2 separate regions of the Sus scrofa genome follow, and region 2 is linked to region 1. A link is a contact called in public HiChIP or PLAC-seq data. All regions are on one chromosome and are shown on one strand. The core of a region is the stretch at or near the end of the contact, and the rest is flanking DNA. Distances in the headings are between cores, read along the strand shown. Region 1 holds the start of C1GALT1 (glycoprotein-N-acetylgalactosamine 3-beta-galactosyltransferase 1). Region 2 holds the start of MIOS (meiosis regulator for oocyte development).

Region 1 (3,678 bases), core at 611-3,110:
ACTGAATTTACTCAAAATTGGAGACTAGTATAATCTATATCCCCCCCAAAATACTTAAAAATACCTATATTTAAATGGGTAGTAATCACAAAACATTTTTAAAATGCTGAATCCTAAGTAAAAAGATACAGAAAAACACAAATTCCAGGCAAACTTAACAGACATTTAACAGTTCTCCACTAGTACAAAAAAACCATATTATTTTCCTGTGAAGAATTTTAAATGAGTCATACTTTCCTCACTAAATCACTGTTTTACTTAACATATGACAAAAAGAGTTAACTGTTTGGTAACTTGAAACTTTACATTCAATTAAACTGTGCATCAATACACACTAAGGCTGATAGAAAACAAAATAATTACTATACATAATACTTCGAACACACAGCATCATGTGCATAAGGCTCATTTGATAATTATCTGATAACATTGTGGAAAGTTGCAAAAAGTTAGACGTCCTAAAAACTCAGATTCCCACTGTCTAAAGTAATATCAGGATTAAGTAACTTGAAATCCTGCACAACACTTTTTCCTGGCACAGAGGTAGAGCTATCTATGTTAAACGCCCAACTTTTAGTAAATGAAGATATTTCTGTCACAACGGCCTAATTACTCACTCTGATGCACTAAAGTTCTAACTTTATAACTAACTTTTAAAAGCACGATGAAATCAATTCACGGTTAGGATTCTAGGTTTCACTCCGAAAGGCTTTAAAAATAACCACAAAGAATTAAGAGAACTAGATTATAAACCTAGTCAACTTCTCCAAAGCGTAAGCTGTTTTGTCATTTAAAAAAATAAAGGGAGAAGGTAAGAGCTGGGGAAGAATAACCACTCCTAAATTTCGCTCTTTTTTGAATATACAATTTATTTTAATTTAGAGTTATAAGGTCCTTTTGTCAGCACCTACTAATCTCAGCACACCTTGTAGGAGAATGGAGAGTGGAAGGAAAAAACTCCTTTGCTCGTCCGTCCTCCACGCATCAAGTACCTAAACACACACCTGCCTGGTTCATTCCGCCAGAGGCAGGGAAATTTAAAAGACCCAGTCAGCCACAGACAAACCTGATGATCCAAGAGAGCCCCGAGGAAGTCCCCCGGCACCTGCGGAAGGCGCCGGCTCGCTGGGCGCTGGGGCGGTGAGGCTGCCCGGCGGCTTTCACGGAAGGTGCCCACACCTGAGTGCCCGCCGGTCCGCGGGGGCGGGGCGGGACCCGCGGGGCAGGACCGCTAAATGGTCCAGCCGCGCGATCCTCCAGCGCAGTCGGCGCCTCACCGTCGCCACCCGACGGCAGGCAGCGCGCGAGGAAACGAGGCGAGCGAGAGGGCAAAAAGGAAGAATCCACGACCCAGAGGAGGCTACTTGTCAACAAAATAGCGGCCCGGAGGGCAGGCGGCCCCAATGGCAGTTCGCAGAGGCGCGGGGAGCAGGAAGTGCCCCGTGCCTCCCTCCGGAGCCCGCACTTGCCCAGCCCCGGCGGCGACTCCGAGACACCTGTTTGGTGGCGCTGGGGGCTGGGTTCACCCTCCACGCTCCCCCCACACGCACACTCCGAGAGGGGGAGGGCGAGGGGAACAGAGACCTTGGACCCGCAGCCTAAGGGCGCCTCCGCCAGCCGTACCTGACATCAGCCTCCTCTCCCTCTCGCCCCTCCTGGGGGGCAGAGAGGGGGACGCCACGAGACCGGCGACCTTCGCTCTTCTCGGCAGCCGCAGAAGTGGCTCGTGGCTGCTAGCTGGGGCCGCCCGCTGCCGCCCAGATTATTCCCCGGCGGCGGCGGCGGCAGCGGCGGCGGCCGAGGCGGGCCCAGCGCTCGCTCCCGCCCGCTCGCTCCGCCCCTCCCCGCAGCGCGTCCAGGCCGCGGCCCGCCGACGGCGCAGCCGCCACCCAGGGGTCTCCGAGCTCTGACGTCGCCGCTGCCGCACCAGCCCCAGGGAAGGGCGGAGCGAGGGGGCAGGGAGAGGCGGGGCTACGGCGACGTGCTGGCGTGGGGATAGGCCACCGAGCGCACGCCCCGCCCTGTGCGAAGGGGTCTGGGAAGTCGGGTTTTCTGCGAGCAATAGTCGCAGCCCTCTATCCGCTCCTTACGGGTGGCCTCAGCCTTCCTCGTTCTGCTATAGGGTCTTGCAGTGGCTTCCGGACCTTTGAAAGAATTAAAGCAGCAGGAACTGAGGCTGCGGATACCTGAGGGACCTTTGTCTGAGGGGCAGGCTCTTACCCTGCAGGAGTCTTAGGGCCTCTAGCCTGCTCTTAACCCTTTCTTTTTACTGCTTTTATCCCTTCTCCCGACTGTCCTTAGTCTGTATCTCTGGCCTTATTAAAAGGAAGTACAACAAGATGAGGTATACAAACGGGTGTTGGATAACCAGGTATGTGAACTAGGAAGGGCTGAAAACCAACTTAGTGATACTACGAAGCCTGCATACATACACACGTGGTCTTTAGTTCCGTCATTACTTCAGTGCTATCAGGCAGTGGCTGGAATTCTTGGGAGCTTTACCAGCAACCCCCGCTCCCCACCCCCCGTCACTTTTTAGTTTGTAAAGGGATTTTGTATCGGAAAACTGTTTTGGGTTTAGAGGGAGGAGCCCTGGAGCGATTGAGGCTGCCCCACAGCAATCAGCAGGTGGGGGTAATGTCTGGGTTTAATTGGTGTTAATCATCATCTACAAGGCCTGGCTTGAGGGTGAGAAAGCAAACTTGCTTCCTTTAATGCCCTTCTCAGTAGTTCTTTACTGCCTAGGGGCTGTGGCCTCAATCTTGAACCCTCCACCTATTAGCTCGGTAAACTTGGCAAGTTACTTAATGTGCTTGGGAGAAATAATAACAACATTTAGTAAGGTATGGTTGTTTTCCCCTCCTTTAATTTGTTCAGATTCAGCTTTAGTGCAGTTTACCGGGATGTGCCACTATAAGATCCCAAAGAATCTTCCAAAAGAATTTTAAAACATCTAGTGATTCTTACCCATACCTCTCATTTTTCAGATGAGAAAGCTGAGGTCAGAAAAATAAACTGAAAAGCCTGATCTAGAAGAGAAGTGCAAGTATCTGACGTCCAGGTTAGTGCTGTTTCTCTGGCTCATGCCTCCAGACTTCTCTCTTATATCCTTACCTCCACCCTCTTTTCTCTTCCTCAACTTGTAATTATCGCCCAGCCTCCCATATTCCCTTCTACAGCCACTATGTAGCAGGAAAAGAGACCCTTCAGAGGTCAGAGTGTTCCAAATGGAAAGCAAAACAAGACAAAATGCCCCAAGGGTCTTATTTCAATTTTAGTGAAATTTATAATGAATACAGAAAATATTTGCAGATAAGCAAAAATAAGAAACTCTTCCAAGGATAAGTTCAGCTATAGCACATCTAAGAAAATTACTGGTAGAAGTCCCCACTGTGGTGCAGTGCATTAAGGATCCACTGTGTTTAGCCACAGCTATGGCATGAGTTGAAACTTGTGTCTTGGATTCAGTCCCTGGGCTGGGAACATCCCTTTGCTACAGGTGCAGTGGAAAAAGAAAATTACTGGCAAGAAGCTATGTTGATACAAATAATACCAGGTCAAATCAGCTCCTTCTACCCTTTTGGATATTTTTGAAAATGGCCATTATTTCCATGAGAACAATGCATACTTATTTAAGCAAATACAAAAAAAAAAAAAACTTTCCAAATCCCACAATCC
Region 2 (3,914 bases), core at 479-2,978, 340 kb before region 1:
GGTAAGATGATCCAGCACATATAACTTATAGCTGGCCCTCTGTATATGTGGTTTCTCCGATCTGTGGTTCCACATCCCCGGATTCAACCACTGTGGATTTTGCAGTACTATAGTAATTATATCAGAAACAATCTGTGTATAAATAGACCAGGGCCATTCAAACCTGTGCTGAGTCAATTGATGGATCCTGGCTCGTAAACATGAACGACTAGGAATAAGATGGAGAGCAAAGACAAGTGAACCTGGAGTCAGAAAAGATCTCATGCCACTTACTAGCTAGACCCTAACAAGTCCCTTAATACTCCAAGACTCTCTAAGATGGAGATAGAACCTACCGTTACCTCCAACTCAGAGTTCTAACAATCTAATGAGTTCTTTCCATCAAAAATATGTCAGTATCACTAGGATTCCCTTCAACAGTCTTGGAAATAAATGTTTTCAAATGCTGGAGACACTGAAAAATTGGGGGTTAATGGCAAGCAATTTGCAGTCATTACAGCTTATATTTAGATCCTCACCTTCAAGTTTAACAAGTGTTTCTGAGCAAAAGAAAGCCATGCTGATTCTGTATTCCTCACCAGGACATCTCTAATAGCACTGTCCCAATAGAAACATAGTGTGAGCCATATAATTTAAAATATTCCAGTAGCCACATTGAAAAAAAAAAAAAAAAGAAATAGATTAAACAATATATTTAACCCAAAATATCAGAAACATCACCCTTTCAACATACAATCAAATCTAAAAATTATTAATGAGAAAATTACTTTTTGGGGGGTTTACCAGGTCTTAGAAATCCAAGCTCAACTCTTTCTGGCTGGCTACTGCACAGTGAAGATCTCTGTAACACTAAATGTACAAGGTAGCCAAACACCCTTTCACAAAATGCTGATGTCTTCAACTTTCCTTATTATGACAAATAACAACAGCAGTTTCAAGAAATGTCTCCCATCACCATCTTCAAGGAGATCCTCCGTATACCTTCATATTTTCCCTTAAAATACAGTTGTACAAAAGGCCTGCAAACGCAGTCCTTTGCTAAGTAACTGAGGAATGCTCGGGGCACATGTGAGAGGTTTTATCCTCTTATGGAATTTGCCTGACTCGTCCGTGCAGAGGACAGGGCTAACCAGGTGACCAGGCCCTTTAAGAAGTATTTAATACAGTACAACTAGAGAAAGGGGAGACTCTGCCGGAGAAGTCAGAAATCGGAGGGTGACTCCCACGCTCCAGACACCTGGCTGAGCCTCTCGTCTAGTGCGAGGACGCGGCCCCGCACAAATCCGCCACAGCCGAGGCTGCGGCGCGGACCCAGCACCCCCGGAGAAGGTTCCCGCGCGCCTCCGGGCCGTTTGCTGCTACAAGGCCCGGCCCGCAGCCGCCCGGCGCGGTTATACCGCAGCGCGGAACGTGACTACCCACGCCTCGGTTCCCAGGAAGCCCCCGGGTCTACCCCCGCCTGAGCTTTCAACTGGGCTTTGCTAGACGCCTCGCGGCCGCCCCACCCGAGCCCCTGACTCGGGCCTCGCGACCCCGAGAGCTGAGACGCGGCCCGGGCCGCACTCACCGACCTGGGAGGCAGCGCGGCAGCCGTACTGCCGCTTCCGGCCTGGTCACCGCCCCTCCCGCCGCGGGAGACCAGACGCCGGCAAGATGGCGGCCGCGGCCGGTAACCTGGGCCACCCTGCCGCTCTGCACGACCCGACCACCGCGCCTCGCGCGGACTCTCGGACGCCCCTGGGCCTCGGAAGGGGAGTTCCCCACCGAGAGCCCCGCCCAGGCTCCCGCCTACTCCTCGCCGGGAGTCGCCCCGCCCCGGGGCGGGGCTACTGCCCCAGAGGCTCCGCCTTACACCTGAGTTCTTGGGTCCGCCCCACGGGCCCCGCCCCACGGGCCCCGCCCCTGGAACCCGCTGGCCTACCGACGGGGACCTGGACTACCTCCGCCAGCCGCCTTATCGATTTCAAGAGCCTCAGACACTTTAGCTCATTTAATCAGTTTTAATTTACATTAAAAATTTATTGCGGGCAATTGATGCAGTAGAAAGTCCTGGGTATTTGGTTCACGATTGATTCACTCATTTACCCATTTCACAAACGCGTCCTGAATGCTTATTATGTACTTGGCAACGTGCTGGAATATTGGGGCATCGGAGTGACCAAAAAAGATATGTTCCAGAGTGAAACAGACAATTGGAGTGATGCCTACTTAGGGCTAAATCGGTGTCCCCTTAGTATTTGAGGTGTGTATATCAGGAATGCTTCCTTGAGGATAGCTAGGCCGAGACAATAACGACGATGAGATTAGCTGGGAAAGGGAACAAGGCAGAGAGGGTTGGAAGAGAGACTTCTAGAGTAGAGGAAGAGACAGTGCAGGGTCAGGAGGAAGGGCAGATAGCAGTGGAGGAACAGTGGAGTATGGACCAGTGAGCCGAGGAAGTGGGGACGGATTAGGATGATGTTTTAGAAAGGCATTTAGAAACCAGGTTAGTGAGTTTGGATGGACTTTTTCCTAAAGGCATTGGTGGACTCATTGAAGGTTTTTAACCAGAGGAGTGAAGTGATCAGTTTTTCTGAGAGAAAGCAGGGAGGGGAAAGGTAAATATCCAAATGACAGGTGACAATAACCCAGACTACCAGTGGTATGGAGATTAGGGAGGAAAAGAGGTGTGTGGCCTGGGGAATATTTAGAAGTTGGGATGAACAGAGCTTGATGACTGAGTGAGGGAGAAAGAGGATTCTAGGTTTCTGCTGCCATAATTGAAGGAATGGTGCTGGCACAGATGTTACAGATCTGACACAGAATTTCTTCAGGTGTCTGGCAATCTTTGCTTGTCTGTTCATGGTTAAAAGTGGGTGGTTTGCAGGGTTCCTGTTGTGGTTCAGTGGTAACGAACCTGACTAGTATCCATGAGGATGCGGGTTCGATCCTTGGCCTAAGTAGGTTAAGGATCTGGTGAGCTGTGGTGTAGGTCACAGACACGGCTCTGATCTGTGTTGCTGTGGCTGTGGTGTAAGCCAGCAGCTACATCTCCGATTCGACCCCTAGCCTGGGAACTTCCATATGCTGTGGGTGTGGCCCCACCCCCAAAAAAGTGGGTGGTTTGGGGCTTATGGTGATTAATAGCATGTGAGCTTAATCCTGATGATCTTCAAGGCAGATGGTTTGGGTAAGAGGATGAGTTTGGGGAGCATATTGTCTGTGGAGGTCTAAGGGTCCTTGTCCCTCCTGCCATTGGTAAAGTGGAGGCTGAGTCCTAAGTTGAGATACCACATGATTCATCACTTCAAACACTGCCTTGGCAATCTTCTCAGTGCTTTTGGCCCTGGCCTCAAATCCTCAACCTCGGCTCAATACAAGTCCCTTCCTTACCCACTCTTATGACACAAAGCTGAGGAAAACTCCCTTCTCTCTCAGGAGGTGACTTGCCTTCCTACTTCAGAAAGGAAGTTATACTTAAGAATTCCCACAGCCTCCTACTTTTTCCTCTTTCCTTCCTCCTACATCTTCATTCATTCTCATTCTTCCCTTTTTTTTTAATGGCTACGCCCAGCAACATGTGGAAGTTCCCAGGCCAGGGATTGAATCTGCGGCACAGCTGAGACCTATGTTGCACCTTCAGCAACACCAGATCCTTTAATTCACTGCACTGGGCTGGGGATGGATCCTGCACCTCTGCAGGGACCCAAGCCACTGCAGTTGGATTCTTAACCCACTGTGCCACAGCAAGAACTCCCCATTCTTACCTTTTTGTAGCTGATAGAGAGGCAGAGGAGGGCCCTACAAAGAGGAGAAACTGCCTTCCATGTGTCTTCAACCTCCTCATTTCTACTGATTCTTTACCTTCAACATATGTTCAAGTCATTCCAACTTTTCTCCTCAAAGGGGAGAGCCATGCTCTCTCTAATCCCATA

The links. HiChIP or PLAC-seq counts read pairs in DNA pulled down with a chosen protein or histone mark.
Region 2: a contact with region 1 is called in an H3K27ac HiChIP or PLAC-seq map of alveolar macrophages. The contact joins the promoter of MIOS here to the promoter of C1GALT1 in region 1. A contact is called at or near these places in 1 of 5 promoter capture datasets (liver), 3 of 47 Hi-C or Micro-C datasets (embryonic fibroblasts, heart right ventricle and liver) and 1 of 2 datasets of contacts at active chromatin or transcription factors (alveolar macrophages).

What each region holds. Positions count from the first base shown.
Region 1 is chr9:77,507,524-77,511,201 of Sscrofa11.1, reverse strand. C1GALT1 (glycoprotein-N-acetylgalactosamine 3-beta-galactosyltransferase 1) reads right to left here and starts at 1,860. Exons shown (of 5, transcript XM_021063389.1): 1 at 1,624-1,860. It overlaps LOC102161092 (a long non-coding RNA gene), which reads left to right and starts at 1,958. Exons shown (of 6, transcript XR_002335827.1): 1 at 1,958-2,371; 2 at 2,988-3,061.
Region 2 is chr9:77,849,635-77,853,548 of Sscrofa11.1, reverse strand. It overlaps MIOS (meiosis regulator for oocyte development), which reads right to left and starts at 1,728. Exons shown (of 12, transcript NM_001195353.1): 1 at 1,572-1,728; 2 at 519-597.